Linked DNA regions of Anas platyrhynchos: region 2 is linked to region 1. Evidence: chromatin contacts called from public Hi-C data. All regions are on one chromosome and are shown on one strand. The core of a region is the stretch at or near the end of the contact, and the rest is flanking DNA. Distances in the headings are between cores, read along the strand shown.

Region 1 (4,166 bases), core at 243-2,742:
GGAAATTAGGAGGAATTTCTCCTCACAGTAGTCAGGCATTGGGACGGGTTGCCCAGGGAGGTGGTGGAGTCACCGTCCCTGAGGGTGTGCAAGGAAAGGTTGGACGTGGTGCTTAGGGACATGGTTTAGTGGGTGACATTGGTAGCAGGGGGATGGTTGATCTTGGAGGTCTCTTCCAACCTTAATGATTCTATGATTATAAAGGGATGACAGCCCCATAGCAGAGGCCTGATCTTCCCCAATTTAAACACAATAAACATGCTACGAAGCAATCTATGTAGTTTTATTATTATTTATTAATATTATTTAGCTTAAAATTCTTCTTTCAAAGAAAGCTTTGAGGAAAACAACATTATATATCACAGTCATGGAAACCTATGTTTTATAGTTGGGCCAAAGGGCTGCCCGGATCTAAGGAATTGCCTAGGTTAATCTAGCTACAGGATTTGGCCTGTTTAGGGGAAATAAAAACTTTTTGAACATCTTGTTGCCAACATCTATTTTCACCAAGTCACGTTGTTAAACGTTATTCGAATAAAAGATTAACTACAAAATTTGTTATCTGTCACATGAAAAATCTAACAGCACATGAAGTTTTCATTATACACATTATTCAAGTTCACATTTTTATACAGCTTCTCTTTTGGAAATCAACATCCTTGTCTTCAAAACAGCCAATATGAAAGCTTTATGGGAAGAAAAATCAAAAAAATGTATCGTAACATGTAATTAAAACAATTAAAACTAAGAAGTCTGTTTACAGGAGCTCCCTTGAAGGGTAACTAAATCTGGAAAAAGAATAACATTAATTCATATGCATTTGTGAGTTTAATTTGCTAGAAAAGAGTAAACAATTTTGGTACATCAAACTGCTATTTGGAAGATTGCCTGGGCTGTATAGAGGGGGGATGTGAGAAATTTGCCCTATTTTTACAGTTGAAAGCTTCATTGACTCACACAAGATACTTTAGACTAATATCCTGTGGCATCGCAGTGACCTACATGTAATTATTGCATACTTTTTCCAAAATATTTGTACACAACCAGAAATTATAACCTAAGTTACCAACCAGTTCTTAGTTTATACCAGCAACACAAAGATGGACTTCAATTAGTGGTAACCTAGCTGTCTGATGTTTTTAGCAATCTTTTAGACAAATGCTTGGTCTCGGTTTGGTATAATTTTCTGGTTACCATTTTTCTTACACATATTTATTCTGTTAAGTAAATGATGTTTAAAAACTTTCAGCTGTCCTTTCTCCCCACCCGCAAGGCGTGCAGAGATTTCACATTTGTAGGTGTGCACGCATCTTATGAACATGGGGACGTGGGGATAAAGGGCCTTGCAATGCCCCATCACGTCTCCTCGAGAATTTCCTTCCTGCTCCTGCCTTCAGCTGCCCTTCCCAGAGCAGAAAGCAGGAGAGCTGAGGCGGCCGCCGAGCTCTGCTGAAGTTTCGCTTGGCTGCTGGCCAGGCACTGTGGGTGAAGGCAGACGGGTGGTACTTGAAGGACGGGGAGGCACAGGGTAAAGAAAGAAATGCTTGCTCCTGCACTGGTCTCTCCAGTCGGCCTTCTCCTGCCATAGCTCACGGACAAAACTTTCTCAGTTCGACTGCTTATTTGCTACTTGATGCTTTGAAAAAGAACTTAAGAGCTTTTTGGCAGCTCCTGCTCGAAGGGTCATCGTTTCTCCAAACATGAGACATCTGAGTTGTCTTGCTCACCACATGAGCTGCTGATGAAATTACGATGATATGCAGTTGTGTTTTTTCTTAAGTAGTTACTCATTGAACAGCACAGCTAGTCAGTTCTTTTCATCCCCGTGCTCACAAGCTGGCTGACCATATTACTGAAACTTCAACTGTGCTTTTACAGAACTGCCTGCCATTTACTAGAAACAGGCTGACATCTAGAATTTCTCACCATTAAGACTTAACTCAAAATGGGCTGTTTCCATCTGCAGAATTGCAATAAAGGATCATAGCAGTGAACCTCTTAGGAGCATATATCTGTTTAATTACAATTCGTTTTTATGAAACGTTTGGTAACACGACTGTATTAGACCTCCTTCGGACTGTGGAAGTTACCTTTGAAACAATCTGAAGGTTTAGAATAATTGCTTTTCTCAGGCTTTTACTATTAAATTGTATGTCAGTGTAATCAAGCTCCCTACGTGCTTTAAAAAGCCTACAATAATTGTTATTTGTTTTTACACAGAAGAATAAACCTGTAATGATTTCAGTACAGCTCATATTCCAGTTTAACATCCAAGATGGATGCATTGATGCTTTCCATTAAACGATTGTCCCATTTGCCTACATGTGGTTTTGTTTTTGAAGAAAGACCATCACCACAGCACACAGGCAATCGGCAGATCAGGTGAGAGGTCTGGGCTGCATGTAAATTCGGCATGGACTTTGCCACAGTTGCAGAAATGCCCACATCCCCTATGGTCGTACAGGACACCCCTTGTTTCTTACTGCTCTCTGGCTTCTGGGGAGCACTCCAGTTGTCACCAACTTCAGAAGCAGCACTGGGTGCCTGTGTGGCAGCACAGCCAGAGCTGGCATACTGCTTCCTGTGGAGGTGAAACTGGTACAGTTGCCTCAATAGGACTGCTCGAGAAGAATAAAATAAAATGATTCCCAATACATGCACTTTTTTTGAGTAAAACAAAGAAAATGGCTTGTTACTATTGTGAAACAACAACAAATATCTACTGCAAGAAAATTAAGAGTGGTTTATTACAGCTATTTTTCAGTGCTTTACTGCTTTTATAGTTCTTCGCCGGGACAAGAAAGAATATGAAACAAATACAGAGCTGTGCATAGGCAATGTTGCAAACTGCTTGTTGAAGAAAAGTGGGGACAACTGGATGGAAAAGTATTGGAAAAGGGTCAAAAGTGTCTTAACAAGAAACATATGGCTTAAACTCCAGCTACATGAACATAGTTTTGCATATAAGAAAAGACAACCCGTTTTTTTCAGCTGCAAATATAATTCAAGCATTATGGCCTGAAAGCTCCTTTTCTGACTCACATTCAACTTTCCCTATAGGTAACAATATACTGGGCAAAAGTTTTAATTTAGTAAGACCTGAACAGAGCTTGGGTATTTCTTTATACCCAAGGCTTGGCAATATGATATGAGAATTGTCATGTTCTGCATTTGACTTGATCTTTAAGTTTCTCTAGCATAACCACTAACACTTTTATAGTTGCAAGGTTGCATTTTAAAACTACTGAAAAGCAAAACTGAGCTGTTCCATGAGCAACAATACCAACAACACTTCATTCCTTATCAAGTCACATCAGACATCCCAGCTCCCCAGCGACCCCAGTGTTTCACAGTCAGCAAAGAAAATACCCACTCCATTCTGAAATCCAAGACTACTTGGGGCCCTCTCAAGTCCCCTACATAGGGGGAAAAACGACCAAAGGCAACATTTCTTTCACACCACGTGTATTCTGAGCTTTCAGGGCTCAGCAGTACAGGCTGCACTGCTATTTGCCTGTTTGCTCCCAGAGGCTCAACAGGCTTGAAGGGAATCCATTCTCACTCACACCTCGCGTACCCCGTATAATCAGAATGGCTCATTCCAATCTCTAATTTTAATCCTAGTTCATGACCTGCAAGCAGAAAACCTTAAATTACGCATCATTATTTTTAACCTTGGTTTGCATTCAATATCCTGAGTCTATAGTTTGTATCCAAGTTTTTTTTGTAAAAGAGCAGCTCATTTTCACTAGATACCAGCCATTAAAATGTGCTGCTGCAGTCCTTTAACTAAACTCATCCCTTACTTTGTTAACAAGTAGTTTGTATTCCATCTGTGGACATTTATCTAAACAAAAGCGTATCCTAAAATAATTGAATTTCCAACCTTTATTTTTCATTTTTTAATTATTGGATGAAGGTGAGGAGATGTGCAAAATTTCTTAAGTCATTATTATTTTTTTTAACTTATGATGTTTGTTAGACTCCATTGAATGGTACTAAAACTGGATTAAATATAACTAATGTCCCCTGAATAGGCTGAACATGCATATTTTTTGTTATCCAGCAACATTTCACCACATTTAAATCTGAGGTATTAAACAAAAATATTTTTTTTTCTTCACGAAGGAACAATTTGTTCTGTCTTTATTTTTATTTTTAAACCT
Region 2 (4,082 bases), core at 848-3,347, 130 kb before region 1:
ATTTTCACAAGGCAAACAGCTTTGTGGAAAAAAGCCACTAAAACTGGGGTACTCTTCTTCTTTCTCCTTCAAGGAAAGAAAAGAAGAAGGGACACGAGAGAGAGAGTGCTTCTACTCAGAGGTCTCCTGGGGAGGTAAGTAGACTGCAAAGGAAGGTAACAGATGGCCAAACAAAAATTGGCCTTGTTAAATGAAATCAGCAATGCTTTCACTCCTGTTTGACGGAATACTGCACAGTGCAGAGGAGGTCAGTTTATAGGTAATTGTCAAAAAGATGAAATTTATTACAGTGATGCTAATAAAAAATGAAACAATGAAGTTACTAAATAAAACTATATGCAAAACGAGGGGAGGTAAGAATGGAATGAATAGGCTTGCATTTAGTAAACTTTCAAATTAGATACTGACAGATTCATAACACATGTTCAAAACTACGTATTCCATTTAGACCGTACTAAAACCTCCCTTATTTTCGAGAAACTAAGGCCTTGTGTGTTTATAGTGATGACTGTTTTTCAGTTTTAGAAAGCAAAATTTAAGTTCCTTCAGCTAGGTTTTAGTTTAAGAAACACGAAAGATGACCTTTGCTTAGGAAGGCACATCTTGCTAGCTCTGAGAGGACATGCTCATGTTTTTGACACATTTCCAAAGCTGTCTCTTCTCTGCGGTCTGCAGAAATATTTCTGGTAATGTCAGGAATTAACAATTTCAGAAGAGACACAGGCACCGGCAAAATTAGCGACATCTACTATCGCCCCAAGAGGCTTTACAGAAAGTGCCTAACACACAGTAATTCCGATCTCCTGATCTGTCCATAAGAGACTTGCTCAATACATGACAGGACTGAAACACATCAAATTCTAATATCTACTTTTTAACCTCAGTAGGTACTGGGATTTCCCAGCGAGGAAAAAAAAATAAAAAGAAAAAAGGAAAAAATAAATAAAACAAAAGCTGTTGAAGTGGAGTGCATGACCATGCCTTCTTCACGCATCCCAGAAACAGAGTACGAGTCAATCTGCAATTTTCTCTTGAATCAGCGGCAGAGTGCATCTGAGTGCAGTCATGTAAGAGCACACAAAGTGCAAGACTGCGGAGATACCTCAGGTAAGGTAAGGACAGGGGCCGGCCTCATTTTTACTTTCAAAAAGTCTTTGCCCAGTGATTGCATGAGCGCAGCACTGCACAGAGCATGACCTGGTGATGGCAGGAGGGGTTACACACATAATCAACAAGGAGATAAATTATTTTGTGTTGGGTTTCGGCCCAAGTGCAGGAAAGCCAAAACACCTTTTACCTTTAAATTCAGTGCCTTTACATGGGAATTAAAAAAATTACCGTCAGTTTCTGCACAATGAAAAGTCTCTCTTGCAGCTACCGCGTGGAGTGCGAGTTCCCACCAGTACCCACCTGCAACAGGTGAGCTGGGCAAGATGCTAAGCTCTCAGTGTGCACGTGGCTTTTCCATGGTGACTTAAAAGCACTTTCTGCAACATAAAAGTTCGTATTCGCTCACATGAAGTACCTCCGTGGTTCACATAATTCAGAGTATAAACACATAAAACATAGAACACCCCCTCCCCCCCAATCAGCAGCCATTTCACAACGATGCAATCACTCCCCCACCTCTGACAGGCCGCGTTTGGAACTAGTAAGCGCACAGTTCGGCAGCTAGCTCCAAATTTTAACTTTTTTTCTTTTTTTTTTCTTCTGAAACGCGTGCACGTGAGATTTTACGCCCCCTTTATCCCCTGCCAGCTAACCAGGAGGCAGCTCCCCTTCCCCTACACCTCCGGCTCCGGGGGCTTTGCCCCAGCACCGGCCCCAGCCAGCCCCCGCCCTGCCTGGCCCGCGGGGCCCCCTCACGGCTGAGGGGGCGCAACGGCCACCAACGGCCCCCCACGCGCGCGCCGCAGGGGATAGGGGAGGGGAGGGGCTCCCGCCGCGCGCCGCGCACCCACCGGCCGCCGCCAGCCGCCCCCTGTGCGCCCCGCGCGCGCTCCGCCCCGCCAGCCAATGGGATAGCGGGACGCCGGTGACGCAGCCGGTCGTCAGGCAGAGCCGGGAGGGAGAGGGAAGGCTCCGAGGAAAGGGCGGGCTGGGGGGGGCGGCGCGGCTGAGGGGGAGGGACCCGGCCGTGAGGGGGGACCCAGCCTGGGGAGCCTCAGCCCTGGCTGAGGCAATAAATTGTTCCAAAGCACGTTAGGGGAGAGGAAATGTCCTGTCGGCAAAGCAGTGCGTTCAGTGAACGAGCAAGGAAGTCTTTAAAAGACGTTTAGATGTAGAGCTTAGGGATATGGTTTAGTGGGGACTGTTAGTGTTAGGTCAGAGGTTGGACTCGATGATCTTGAGGTCTCTTCCAACCCAGAAATTCTGTGATTCTGTGTGATTCTGTGAAAGTCAATATGCTGAAGTGATCTGGCAGGGGATGGACGCTTTACAGCATATCTGGCGCGAATAAAATGTGGGAGGTTTGGTTAACAGCAAAGACAGACACCAGTCTTTTTTTTTTTTCATTTATTAATGCCATTAATAAAATCTCTGTGTCAGTTTAATATGCTTTGGATAGAGATTTTAGAGGAACTGTACAGCTCACAAATTGTAATAATAAAAAAACCACTAAACATTATTTTTCCAGTTAGGTCATATGGACTCTACATACTCTTAGACATAATCCACCAATAATCATTTAAGCTGCCTGCCCTTCCACCATGGTCTTCAAGTTTCTCCAATTTTATTTCTCATTTGCTCCACTCTCCGAGCAGTTCAAGTGTACATCTCAAGGCTTGGACTACAGCTGTAAGACATCACAACAGGAGCACTCCTCAGCAAATACGGTGTCCTCACAGGTTGACAGCGGAGACGAACAGCCATGAACAGAGTATGACATGTAACGCCGAGAGGAAACTAGAAATTGCAGAGCTACAGTGCAGTCCAGAGTATAACATATTAGCAATACCTTTCATAAATACATCTTTTCGGTATTTCACCATCAGTAATAAAATATAATCTGTCATTATTAAGAGAGTAGGCATTGTGCTAGCATTCCACTAGTTAAAAAAAAATAAATCCATATGACTACTGAAAAGTTACTTTTTTTTTCCCTCATCTAGGAGCTGCACTGCTTTCTTTGAGATGTGGACATTCTACTAAAGTGCATTTCTGAGACTTTGTAATTATTTTTAACAGCAAACAGTATTAATCGGCACAGGCTCTATAAGCTTTTGAACACAAGGCACAATAAATCCAGGCTCACATATTAACTATTCATACAGTGTTTGCCACCAAAAGTCATTTCACTTACAAATATATTTCAAAGCTACAGAACAGAAATAGCAGCAAGGTCCTCCTTTCAAAAATATTCCTTTTAACAGTTTTGTTCTTGAGTTGATTACATAGCCCAGATATTTATTTTTTTTCAGATGACTTAACACTAGAACTCTGCAAAGGAATCATCACATGGGGAAAAGAGGGTATGAGAGACTGAATGCTAACAAGGCCTTCATTGATTACACATTCAAATCATCCCCAGATTTCAGATAAAAATAGAGCTATGAAATTCAGATTTCTGCATTGTGCTGGCCATGAGGAAATGTCATTCAATGGGTCTAAGAATGGTTCAGCTGGAAGGAACCTACAAAGATCAAGTCCAAGCGCCTGGCTGCCTCAGGGCTAACCAAAAGTTAAATCATCCTATTGAGGGCATTGTCCAAACATCTCTTGAACACTGACAGGCATGGGGCATCAACCACCTCTCTAGGAAGCCTGTGCCAGTGTTTGATCACCCTCATGGTAAAGACATTTTTCCTCGTGCCCAGTCTGACCCTCCCCTGGTGCAGCTTTGGGCTGTTCCTGCTCATCCTTACAGGATGAAAACATGCAGAGAAAAAATGTGGCAGGGAGCAGACTGCATGCCAAACCAGCTGTTCCCAGTACCTGCTTCATGGTCTACATGCAGCTTCCCATACGCGGGAAGTATGCTGGCAAGGGACAGAGAAAGAAAACTCAGCAAGTTTGCAAGTTTCTCAAGATGCTTTAGAAGTTAGCATGACAAGTTAAAGGGAAAGATTAAAATAAGTGCA

Evidence for each region. Hi-C and Micro-C count contacts between places; a contact is called where the count stands out from the background.
Region 2: a contact with region 1 is called in a Hi-C map of skeletal muscle, with 3 times the contacts expected there. The contact joins the promoter of FIGNL1 here to the enhancer-like site in region 1. A contact is called at or near these places in 3 of 8 Hi-C or Micro-C datasets (liver, skeletal muscle and subcutaneous adipose tissue).

Annotation. Positions count from the first base shown.
Region 1 is chr2:72,602,192-72,606,357 of IASCAAS_PekinDuck_T2T, reverse strand. All of the region lies in intron 4 of GRB10 (growth factor receptor bound protein 10), which reads right to left. Among named protein-coding and RNA genes, the nearest start is that of DDC, 57 kb to the left of the region's middle. Within about 2 kb of position 1,492, at least 3 of the 8 cell types and tissues checked have an H3K27ac peak or open chromatin away from gene starts, as enhancers often do.
Region 2 is chr2:72,732,776-72,736,857 of IASCAAS_PekinDuck_T2T, reverse strand. It overlaps FIGNL1 (fidgetin like 1), which reads right to left and starts at 2,097. Exons shown (of 3, transcript XM_027451767.3): 1 at 1,962-2,097; 2 at 1,339-1,487. DDC (dopa decarboxylase) reads right to left here. Exons shown (of 14, transcript XM_005022746.6): 14 at 2,512-4,082.